Regions from separate parts of the Mus musculus genome. Here regions 1 and 3 are each linked to region 2. A link is a contact called in public Hi-C and HiChIP or PLAC-seq data. All regions are on one chromosome and are shown on one strand. Each heading gives the region's core, a stretch centred on a gene start, on an enhancer-like site or on the middle of the called end of the contact. The rest is flanking DNA. Distances are from core to core; before and after follow the strand shown.

What was found. A called contact is a pair of places that touch in the nucleus more often than the background predicts. HiChIP or PLAC-seq counts read pairs in DNA pulled down with a chosen protein or histone mark.
Region 1: a Hi-C map of CD8 T cells shows a contact between it and region 2, with 4 times the contacts expected there. The contact joins the promoter of Gins2 here to the promoter of Meak7 in region 2. A contact is called at or near these places in 1 of 39 promoter capture datasets (liver) and 1 of 484 Hi-C or Micro-C datasets (CD8 T cells).
Region 3: a contact with region 2 is called in an HNF4G HiChIP or PLAC-seq map of pancreatic cancer cells. The contact joins the promoter of 1700016A09Rik here to the promoter of Meak7 in region 2. A contact is called at or near these places in 2 of 115 datasets of contacts at active chromatin or transcription factors (memory CD8 T cells and pancreatic cancer cells).

What each region holds. Positions count from the first base shown.
Region 1 is chr8:120,587,471-120,590,984 of GRCm38.p6, forward strand. Gins2 (GINS complex subunit 2 (Psf2 homolog)) reads right to left here and starts at 1,605. Exons shown (of 5, transcript NM_178856.1): 1 at 1,456-1,605; 2 at 1,255-1,369. The coding sequence starts at 1,545. It overlaps Gm10614 (a long non-coding RNA gene), which reads left to right and starts at 1,707. Exons shown (of 4, transcript XR_003947476.1): 1 at 1,707-2,584.
Region 2 is chr8:119,776,512-119,780,105 of GRCm38.p6, forward strand. Meak7 (MTOR associated protein, eak-7 homolog) reads right to left here and starts at 1,905. Exons shown (of 8, transcript NM_028883.2): 1 at 1,849-1,905.
Region 3 is chr8:120,535,843-120,539,820 of GRCm38.p6, forward strand. 1700016A09Rik (RIKEN cDNA 1700016A09 gene) reads right to left here and starts at 1,884. Exons shown (of 1, transcript NR_151732.1): 1 at 1,050-1,884. It overlaps Gse1 (genetic suppressor element 1, coiled-coil protein), which reads left to right and starts at 1,567. Exons shown (of 16, transcript NM_001145896.1): 1 at 1,567-1,720. The coding sequence starts at 1,714. Mir7687 (microRNA 7687) reads left to right here and starts at 2,854; the gene lies at 2,854-2,912.

The DNA of each region.
Region 1 (3,514 bases), core at 355-2,854, 810 kb after region 2:
CAGGGGATCCAGAGAGCCTCTTCTGGCCTTTGAAGGCACTGTGCGCCAAGTGGCGTACATGCATACATACATACAACACCCTTACGTACAAAAATAAAAAAAAATATTTCAAAATGGGCAGTAACCTAAATACCCATTCACAGGATGGGTAAGTAGATGCAGAATACTCATGCAAGAGAAAACCTAGGATAACAAGGTGATGGCCACGTGACCACAGGCCAACTGCAAACCACACATTTCCAGAAGACAGAGCCGCATGGCACACGACAGCATTCTGTTGACCTCAGATCCCAGGACAGAGAGGCCTCCTGCACTCCTGACTGCTCCTCTCCATGTAGCAAAGGCAATAGAAGTCTGTTCCCCTGCTCCCCAACCCTGGCCAGCAGACACTGGGAAATGGACTCAGGCTTTGGGGGACAGGGGTGCTAAAGATGCCCCTCAAGGCACAGAAACTGGGGTCCCAGTTTCAAGACTATCAGAGTCACCAGACAGTGGTGGCGCACGCCTTTAATCCCAGCACTTGGGAGGCAGAGGCAGGCGGATTTCTGAGTTCGAGGCCAGCCTGGTCTACAGAGTGAGTTCCAGGACAGCCAGGGCTACACAGAGAAACAAAAAAAGACAAACAAAAACAAAACTTGTTTAAGGTTGCATCTCTGTTCCCCAATCCCTACCTGTACTGGCTAGTTTTGTGTCAACTTGACACAGCTGGAGTTATCACAGAGAAAGGAGCCTCCCTTGAGGACATGCCTCCATGAGATCCAGCTGTAAGGCATTTTCTCAATTAGTGATCAAGGGGGAAAGGCCCCTTGTGGGTGGTGCCATCTCTGGGCTGATAATCCTGGGTTCTATAAGAGAGCAGGCTGAGCAAACCAGGGGAGGCAAGCCAGTCAAGAACATCCCTCCATGGCCTCTGCATCAGCTCCTGCTTCCTGACCTGCTTGAGTTCCAGTCCTGACTTCCTTGGTGATGGAAGTGTAAGCCAAATAAACCGTTTCCTCCCCAACTTGCTTGTTGGTCATGATGTTTGTGCAGGAATAGAAACCCTGACTAGGACACCACCCCACCCCCAGACAGGGTTTCACTGTGTAGTCCTGGCTGTTTGTCCTGCACCTCCCTCTGTGGACCAAGCTGGCTTCAAACTCAGAGATCTTCCTGCCTCTACCGCCTCTAAAGAGTGCTGGGACTACAGGCGTGCGCCATCACTACAGCCCCCTCCCCGTACAAGCCCGCCCACCCGGGCCCGGGAATGCTCACCCACATCCATCCATTCCGGAGGTAACAGGCGGCACTTCTGTCTCTGTTTCAGGTTAATGGCCAGCCACAGGGGCACGTCCACGGGTAAGCCGGGGTTGAAGGGCCCCAGGTCCCCCTGCAAGGACAACGCAGACCCCAGGTGGAAAGGAGCGGTGACCCGAGCATGATCCCAGGCCGCCGCCCCGTACCGCCCTGGCTCACCCCGATCAGGTAGATCTTGTCCAGACTGAAGTTCGGGATGATAGTCACCAACTCCTTTTCGGCCAAAAACTCCACCTCGGCCGCATCCATGTTGAAGAGTAGGCGGCCCAGGCCCGTTACCGCCCCTCCGCGACTCAGAGGCAGCGCCTCAGGCACTTCTTTCCCGCCACCGCGCGGGGCCCGCCCCTCGAACGGAAGACGTCCTGCGGCGGCCCTATAGAGACGTTGCTCTCTTCGCAGCCTCCAAGTCACAGCTAGTACAAACTCGCGGATTGGTCTGTAGGCGGAGCTGTACGCCGGCCCCGCCCCTCTAAGGCCTACCGATGCCCTTTCCAGTACTTGGGCTCCACGCTTCCTGAATCCTGATCCAGCGAGTTACAGCCCTGACGGCCCCGCCCTACTACGTCACTACCCTCTCTAGGCCCCGCCTCTGGCCCGTCCGCTTTTTTTCATTGGTCTCCGGGTCTGCCTCGACTCCGCCTCTTGCCCGCCTACCACGCTCACGGCCCCGCACCTACCTCGTTTGGGTCGGGTCTGTACAGCCCCGCCTCTTGCTCCCGCCCCTCCTTCGTTCGGCCTCGCCCCTCCTGCGCCCGCCCCCTTCTGTCCACGAGCTGGAGGCTGTGTACTTATGGCTTCTTGCTCCTTTGCGTCCTGCAGCAGGCTGAGTCCCTCGCCTGATTCCACTCTTTGAGGGTAAAGGTTTGGAGCCGAGTTTTCACCTGCGCGAAACACAGATCCAGGAATAAACGCATTCATCTCAAAGTCAGCTCCGGGTCCCCGGACATGGCTGGCTGGTCCACACAGACGCCATATCGAAGGAAGTGTTTTCCCTTTAATTTTAGTCTTTGCCCTTTCTACAGATGGTTTAAAAGCAATGAAAATGCGCCTCCCCTATCTGCTCCATGCAGATCCTTCGAGACAGAGCCCAGAATCAGAACTTTGGCAAACCAAACCTCAGGTGAGACTACAGGGACAAGTTTGCACACGTATTATCATTCTTTTATTATTGTTGTTATTGCAATTGTGAAGATGGAACCCCGGTCCTCAAAAATGATAAGCACAGCCTCTTCCACTGAGCTATACCCTGGAGCCTGATGCCCTCAAGCCTTCTGTACAGAGTGCCTTGGTAAGCCAACAGCCCTAGAGTCCTTGCATTAATATGGCCCCACAGGGGCATTTTGAATCAGGAGTCTTGTGAGGACAGCTGAACTATTAATAGGCATTATAATCAGGGTGACTCTGGCAGGGTGCCAGCAGACCAGGGTAGCTCCTGGGGAGGAATAGGTCACCTACAACTGGTAAGGACAAGAGGGGCTGGATCTGAGTGTGAAACCCTCACCACTGGGCGCTGAGGTGAGGTGTAATCTTAGTATTCCATAGGTGGAAGCAAGAAGGATCACCAGCTAGGGACAGCCTGAGTCACTCAGCATTTCCTATCTCAAAAATAAAGATATGCAAGGATAGGGGCGTACTCTAATAGAGGGGTTACCCCCTGTCTTAGTCAGGGTTTCTATTCCTGCACAAACATCATGGCCAAGAAGCAAGTTGGGGAGGAAAGGGTTTATTCGGCTTACACTTCCATGCTGCTGTTCATCACCAAGGAAGTCAGGACTGGAACTCAAGCAGGTCAGGAAGCAGGAGCTGATGCAGAGGCCATGAAGGGATGTTCCTTACTGGCTTGCCTCCCCTGGCTTGCTCAGCCTGCTCTCTTATAGAACCCAAGATTACCAGCCCAGAGATGGTCCCACCCACAAGGGGCCTTTCCCCCTTGATTACTAATTGAGAAAATGCCTTACAGTTGGATCTCATGGAGGCATTTCCTCAAGTGAAGCTCCTTTCTCTGTGATAACTCCAATTGTGTCAAGTTGACACAAAACTAGCCAGTACACCCCCCCCCCCCATGTACACAGCCCTGCTATAGTGGTTTAAATGAGAATGGCCCCCACAGGTTCTTAGATTTGAATGCTTGGTCCCCAGTTGGTGGAACTGTTTGGGAAGGATTAGGAGGTGTGGCCTTGTTGGAGGAGGCATGTCATTGGGGGGTGGGCTCTGAGGT
Region 2 (3,594 bases), core at 655-3,154:
TACCCTCAAACTGTGAGCCAAAAATCAATCTTTTCCCTCTGAAATAGCTTCTGTTAGGTGTTTGGTCACAGTGACAGAAAAGGTAGATGCCATCCTCTCCTTCCATTTTGTGGGTTTCCTAGTGCTAATTCACGACCAGGTCCTAAGTAGCCCCCAAGGGCTTAAATCCACCCTGACCCCACGAGATCCCCATGGTCAGCACTACCTGCCCCACTATGCACGAACCACCCCTGCACAGTGATGCCAGCTGCATACCCCACGGCCTGCTAGTACTAAGCCACAGCAGTGGAGGGGGCAGAGATTGATTGAGAAAGTAAATGCTAAACACCAAGCCTTGAATGGTAAACAAGCCAGGGGCAGTACAGGACAGGACCAGATGCCAGGACAGAGCCAGAGCTTGGCTGCTCTGTGAGGAAGGCAGGGGGAGGGGAAGGGCAGGTTTGGAGCCCACAGCTCAGGGAGGACTGGGGAGAGACCTTGAGAATATGGCTCTTCACCCTGTACCAGCCCAGCCGCTACAGCTGGAAGGCCGCCTGTCTCCACACAGCTGCAGCAAGAATGATTCTCGGGGGGGCCCATGCTCTCCCTTTAGGCTGCAAGCTCTGTCATGGGGCCAGCAATCTGTCAGCTTCCCGGAGAAAGGTCTTGCATGTGTCAGGGGCAGGTTCTGTCCTCCATGGGGACACCTTGGTCCATGGGGTAGCTTTCCCCTGGCAACTATGTCCACCTTTCTTAGGTGAAGACATCTTTCAGTGACTGTAAGGTCACTTGTAGCAGTGAGTATCAGCCTTGTGACCCAAAAGAGACACTTGCCAAGGATCAAAGCCATTTTTCTTATCAGAAAGCGGGGGTGGGGGGGTGGGGGGGATGTGGAGAGACCCTTTAAAGGTCACCCACAGCCCTGACCATTCTCCACACAGGGCCTATGAGCTCTACAGTCTCAATCCATACACAGGTGGCCATTCCAGACAGTTTTTGTATAACAATGGGCTTTCCCACCTGGGCACAATCAAGGGGAAGCCTTTGCCCGACCAGATCCAAGTCTCCTGAACCCACCAGTGAGCTTCCTTGAACATTCCAGTCTCCGCAACAGTCTATCCTCAACACTCTACTGCCCCTAATAGCTAAACACGTCCTTCCTCCTCCCCCCAACCAGGTGATCCATTTCGGGAGGGGGCCCTCTCCCCAACAGTGAAGTCCCATCACCAAGTCACTAACCCATGGTCTTAAAAGGAGTTTAGCTTGCCGTGCTTTAATAAGCTTGGGTGAATCGTTTAACATCGCCACCTGGTTCTGCTTTCCAGAAACCAAAGACAAACACAGATGGACCCTGGAGAATAAAAAGGGCTCCTTGTGTCACGAAGAATGTGGCGAGCCAGCTCTTTGCAGCCCCAAGCTCCTGGTGGCAGGCTGGAGTGTGCCTCGGACAATTTCCCATGGGGCCTCCAAGAGATCGTGACACACTGTCTGGTTCCTGGGGTCAACACCCCATCAGAACAGCCACACCAAGCCCATGTCCAAGTCCTGGAGCCTACTGGGTCTGCAGCTGGCAGCCCTCCATCTGTCCCAGCCCCCCTCAGGAGTGCAGGCCAGGGCACCTTCCTCGCCTCCCCCTAAATTGGTTTTGAGCTTGCCTCTGAAGGAACTCTATTGGGTTCGTCTCGGAAAACAAGGCAGGCCCACGGATCCCTTCAGAGCCCAGCTTCACCCCATCCCAGGCACTCTCTGCTTCTCTGACAGTAGCCTGAGACAGTAGCTTCCTTGGGGGCTGCTCAGGCCACCCCGAAGGTCTTCCTTCCTTCCTTGAGCTATGCCCAGCCTCGCCCGGGCTCCCTCCCTCCGGCTCACCAGCCTTGGTCTACAGGGACCGAGCTCCTTCCGGTACGTCCTGGGCAGCAAGGTTGCCCGGGTCGCCCAGCCCTTTCCCTAGCAACGGCGCTGACGGACGGTCATGAGCACCAATTGGAAAAGGGCTACTGAGAGGTGGAGCCCGAGTCAGATCTTAACCAATGGGATTGTAGTTCACGGGGAGTGGGCGGAGCCTGGGATCGAAGAACTGAGCCTGTAACAGCGGAACACTTGGGGATGGTTGACAGTTGCTCAGGTTCTGCAAAGGCTGAAGGAGAACTTGGGCTTTAGGAGGTGCTAGGAAGCTGCTGAAGGGCTGGAAGCGGATCAGGGGGTTTAAATGCAGGGAGCGGATAGAAGGGAGCAATGTGGGAGGCTGGGAACAGGGGCACTGTGAACAGAAGGCCTGAGCTGGGACTCGCCCCCCAGAACTAGGGTGGAAAATCTGACCTCCTTACCTCCTGAAGTCCATTGCGTTAGCCAATAGAGCACTTGACACACAGAAGCAGATGCCGGCCGGTCTTGTCCCCAGGAGTGGGATAGCTTGCTATCAGCCCTACCGGGCCTTTTCTGGTGTCGGAGACAGACACAACAGAGGTAGGTCCCAGAATTCTCAGCAGAGACGAACCCACTGTCGCTGCCTGCAAACCCCACCGTCCGAGTGGCACAGAGGAACTCCTCCCAACCCCCCAAAGTAACAGAAGCTGCTGTCTGAAATTGTAGCTGGAAAAATGACACCAGAGGCCGGAGAGGTGGCAGAGTCCTTAAGAACACTTGCTGCTCTAACAGAGGACACAGGTGAACCCACACTTCAGCTCAGGCCTGCTTGTAACTCCAGTTCCAGGGGATCCGACGCCCTCTTCTGGCCTCCAGAGACATTGCACACACGGTGCACATAAAGCAAAACACCACACATTATTATTAGTATTATTAGTATTATTATTTAATTATTGTGACACCAGCCCGGCTGAGTGTAGTGGCATACACCTGTAATCTCAGCACTTCAAGAGGCTTAGACAGGGGCATTGCTGCAAGTTTGTGGCCAGCCTGGTCTACACAGTGAGTTCCAGGCCAGCCTGGGATACAGAGAGTGGAAGTTTTGAAAAGGCGAGTAGAAGAGAGACAGCAAAAGAAAACGGGCAGCTAGCTCCCCCTAGTGGATTGAAGTCACATGTCCACCAGAAGCCATCTGCCTTTCGCTCAGCCAAGCTCCACCTAGCGTTTGTTCCCAACATTCCACGGCCATCTTAACACCAAGACACCTTGAATTGACTTGATCCCCCACCACCACCCTCCTATGAGCCCCTAGGAAAACGACCAGTCAGTGGGCAGAGCCTCGAGCTGAAGTTGGGCTACAAGGGCCATCATGGAGGAGTGAGGCTGAGGCAGCCAGGACAGCCTTTGAGTCCTCCAGGGCATCATGGGTCACCAGTCTGTGACATATGAAAATGTGTCAGGCTCCTTTCCTCCCCTTAGTGCCTACTCCTTCATTCAGTTCCCACCTGGCATGTATAAACTAAGGGGAGAGGGTAGGACGGAGGTGTGGCTGTGGATATATGCTGCAGGTTGGGCGAGTGACATGGAGAGGAGCTGAGGTTCAGGGGCTTCTAGCAAGAAACCAGTTAGGTTATAAAGATCCAATTGGATGTCTAGGGTTGAGAGTTCATCCAAGCATGCTACTTTCCCTGTCACGGCTCAACCACCTTTCCAGGCCTTTCATAATGGGAAGCCAGGGCCCTATGCTGA
Region 3 (3,978 bases), core at 634-3,133, 760 kb after region 2:
GTCTCCAGCGTCGTAAACTTGCGGAGGCCACGCTGCCCCGGGCGACGCGAACTAACGCGTGGACCAAAGGCCGCGCAGCGCGTGTGTGGGGCCAGGGACCCGGTGGCCGCAGGTAGGAGCAGCAACTCCGCCCTCCCTCGCCCGCCCGTTTCCCTTGTCGTTTGTGGTCGGCCAGGGGCTTGTGCAAGACTGGCCCGGCGTGCGCCCCCGCCCCGCGGCATCGGCGGCTTCTGCTGGCGCGGGCCCCGAGCGCTGCCCGCCGCCGGCGTCATCGGGAACAGATGGACGGGGGGTGCTGGCGCCCGCGCTCGCTCCCGGCGCTGTCCCGGCTGGCGCGGGAGGGAGGAAGGCGGGGGAGGCAGCGCGCGCCTGCGGAGCACTGCGCGGGCATGTCCCGGGGCAGGTTTGGGGCTGGCACCGCGGTGGAAAGTTGAGACCCGCAGCGGCGCTGAGGTTCCCCCCCCAACCCCCCCGGTGCGGTGGCCTCCGGGCTTGAAAGTCTGAAAGTGGAGGATCATTAAGAGAGCTGTGTAGAAAGGCCGGGCGGGGGAGACCCCGGGACCTCGCGACGACCTTGCCACCTCGATGGCTGCTCTCTGCGCGCTGGGTCCGGCCGAGGGTCCCCGGCTGCCTGGCTCGCGCTGTAACCTCGCGCTTCCCGGGTGGCGGGAAGGGGGTGTTTCTAGGGATCGGTCGCGTTGTGGGCGGGGACGCTGGGGCCCACAGTCCCTCTCCGCGCCGCCTGTGGGTGCCGAGGAATTTCAGGACGCTCCCTGAGTCATCCCCGTGAAGTGCCTGGGTGAGGTAGGGTGGGTGGGGGTGCCAAGAGTGGGAAGGCGGTGCGCTGGGGCCGGTGGCGCGGTGGGTTGTGCCAGTTTCTGGAGGCGGCGGCCTCGCCTCTGACCGCAACCCCAGCTACTTAATGATGCCCCTGGCGCAGCGGCGCCTCCGTGGACTTCTCGAACATGGGCTCTTTAAAGAACTAGAGCCCCCGCCGTTTGGCCTTCTCAAAAATTCCTTAAAGCGAGATGGAGACTTTGCAAAACTTTGGGACAGAGGCTCGTGGCCCGAGCTCTTAACATTAAGTCCTTTAAAGTTGTGGTAATAGATCAGGCATCTTGGAGATCGAGAGAGGCCAACGGCCTATATTGTGTGGTCCCCTCCACTCAGCACAAGGAAAGGCCTATCCCTCCCCTCTCTTAGTGGGTGGCCAGGTGCCAGGCACTGTTCCAGGCGCTTGGGGAGGCGGCTATGAGGCTCGGATATGGCAGGCGTGTTGTAAGCCACTCCTCCCTACTCTTGGAGATGAGTGGCCCGCGAGGCCTCTGAGAGATCCCCCTGGACTGTCCGGACAGCCAGGGTCGCCAGGAGCGCGGGGGGCGGCACCTACCCGGCGGGTTGTGACCGCGCTGGGTGCTCCGGGCGGTCTGTCGGTGCGCGCGCGTGCGCTTGCGGCTGAAACCCGACACCTCCCGCCGGCTGAGGTCAGGGCGCCGGGAGCGAGCCGGGGCCGGGGAGTGGGCGGCGTTGCGCTTGGGTGTGTCCTCAGCGGCGACAGCAGCAGGTGTTTCTTGGCCCAGGCCCCGGAAGCTCCACCTCCCCGAGCGGCGGAGCCGCCGCCGCACAGCCCCGGGTGAGATAAGCAGTTCAGACAAACCCGGGCGACGGTGGCTCCGGCATGTGTCAGGAGCGGTGGAGCAGCGGGGCCCTGGCATGAAAGGTGAGCGCGCGGGTGGGGGATGGTGGCGGGGGTTCCCTCGTTCTTCCTCTCCCCAAGTTTGTGGGCTCGGGAGGGGCGCCAACGGCCGGTGCCAGGTCCCGCGGGTGTGAGGGACGAGAAGCGCGGGGCGCGCGGCCGACCTGAAGCCACACTCGCGGCTGCGCGCGCGCGCGCTGGGCTCAGCCGGCTCTGCTGCCGCGGAAGTGCGCGGGGAAGTGCGCGGGGGCGGCTCCGGGGCTCGGGGTTGTAGCAAAACTTTGGATGGGGCGGGGGCGCCCAGGCAGGTGGTTGGATGGGGGGGGGGGTGCTTTACCTGGGGTGGCAGTCCAAGGGGCCTCCGAACCCCCCGCCCAGCCCTTCCCGCTCCGCCTGGATGCGCCTCCCCGCCCCCCGCGGCCGCGCTGACGGCGAGTGGCCCGCCCGAGTGGAGCCGATTCAATTATATTGCAGCACCAGAGACACCTCGTCGCCCGCCGCCTCTCCGGCAGGCTAATTAAATTCCCTTCTTGGAGGCGGAGCGGGAGCTGGGCTGCCCTCCCCGCTGCCCGCCTCTCCGAGCGCCGGGAGGTGGCGGGGGCCGAATAGGACTGCGAGGAGCAGGCTTGGGGCCGCAGGTCTGGGCATCGGAGCCGGGAGCGAGCAAGGGGCGCCCCCGCGCACCTGCCACCCGTGGTGGGGGTGCCAGCTCGAGTTGGGTCGGTTTGGTGCAAACCAGCCTTTGTCTTCCATGCATTTAAAGCACTCTAAACCCTTACTAGACCCCTGCGGTGCCTTATCTGTCGCGGTTGGGGCCCACACAGGTTGGGGTTTGAAAACAAGCGAGACCACCAAATGGAAGGGGGGAAAAAAACAAACCAAAATACAAGATCCTTTTGTAAAGAGGACCGGAACAAAAGGCGCAGCCTCGCTCTAGGAGGGAGCATCGGGCCTAAGCCGATTCCCAGCACTGGGGGACAAAGAGGCAGGAGGTCTTGGCTGGCCGCTTGGCAGTGTCTCAGTCTGAGACTGGTTTACCCCCTCTTCCCGAGGAAGACAAGGCCCCCCTGGCGAGCAGCCTTCCCTGGGCGTCCGTGTTACTTAAGCTTGGCTACTTAAGTGTTGCTTAGCCTGTGTTTACAGCCGCCCCCACCCGCAGGCGGGGAACCTGAGGCGCAGGCTGTGTCTGACTCAGCCACTCAGTCGCCCCGCCACAGGTGAGGGGGGCCGGGGCACAGGCTCCGACTGGCAGCGTGTGTCATCTGCTATGCTGGGTGTCACGCCCCACCGGGTGGACCGGAACAGGGTTGCTGGCAGCCTCCCTCGATGGGGCTCGCTGTGCCGAAGCCGCTTGCTCAACACTTCTCACAGCCACCGGGTCACGCCTGACCACCTCCTGGGGTGTGTGTGTGTGTGTGTGTGTGTGTGTGTGTGTGTGTGTGTGCGCCTTGATGGCTTGGTACAAGGTTGGCTTTTGTCGCCTGGTTTGGCAGCTGGAGCGGAGGAGGCTTGGGGGGAGGGGGCGCTGGTGAGCAGCCAGCCAGAGACCCGGGGTCAGCCACGCCTTCGGAAAGGAGGTGGGAGGCCTGTCCTGGCTTTGGGCTCTGTTGTGCCTGCCTTAGGGCAGGTTCCGAACCGGGAAGGCAGAGAGGCCAGATCAGGCCCTGACCTGTTGGGGGCAGCTAGTAGGATTCTGACCAGTTACGGTTGAAAAGGGGGTGTATATAGTTAGTTAACATTTTAAAATTACTAGGAATCAGGCCTTGTCAGGCCCCCATTAAGCTAACCTTGGGGCTGGCCTGGGGCGATTCTGATGCCTCCAGGTAGGTTTTTAATGGGGTGGGGGTGGTGGGAAGCTTCCAAAACAGCCTGACCCTTTGGAAGCCTCTGGTTGCTCTTGGCTAAGCTGTCCCTCTGGCAGGCAGGCAGGCGGCCTCTGGCTGTGAGTAACTTAACTTCCCTGTCTCTGGAGGAAGTTGGAAGCTGCAGATCTCAAAGGGCTGTGCGGTTTGCAGAAAGGCAGCCACCTCAGGGCCCTGCGCCTCTAGCCAGAGGAAGGGGGAGGAGAGGTCTGCACCACTTTGTGGTGGACCCTGGGCCTGCACCTTCCCAGCCAGGCCCTCGCCCAAGCCCGCCAGAGTCCTTCCCCAGCTGGCCTTGACCCTTCAGGCAGGTGTGGTCCATTTCCCCGGCTATGAAGGAGGTCTAGCCTCAGCTCCCTGCTGCTGGTCTCCTCCTCTTCCTAGAGACGCAATGAGTAATAGCCAGCTGCCGCTTTTTCC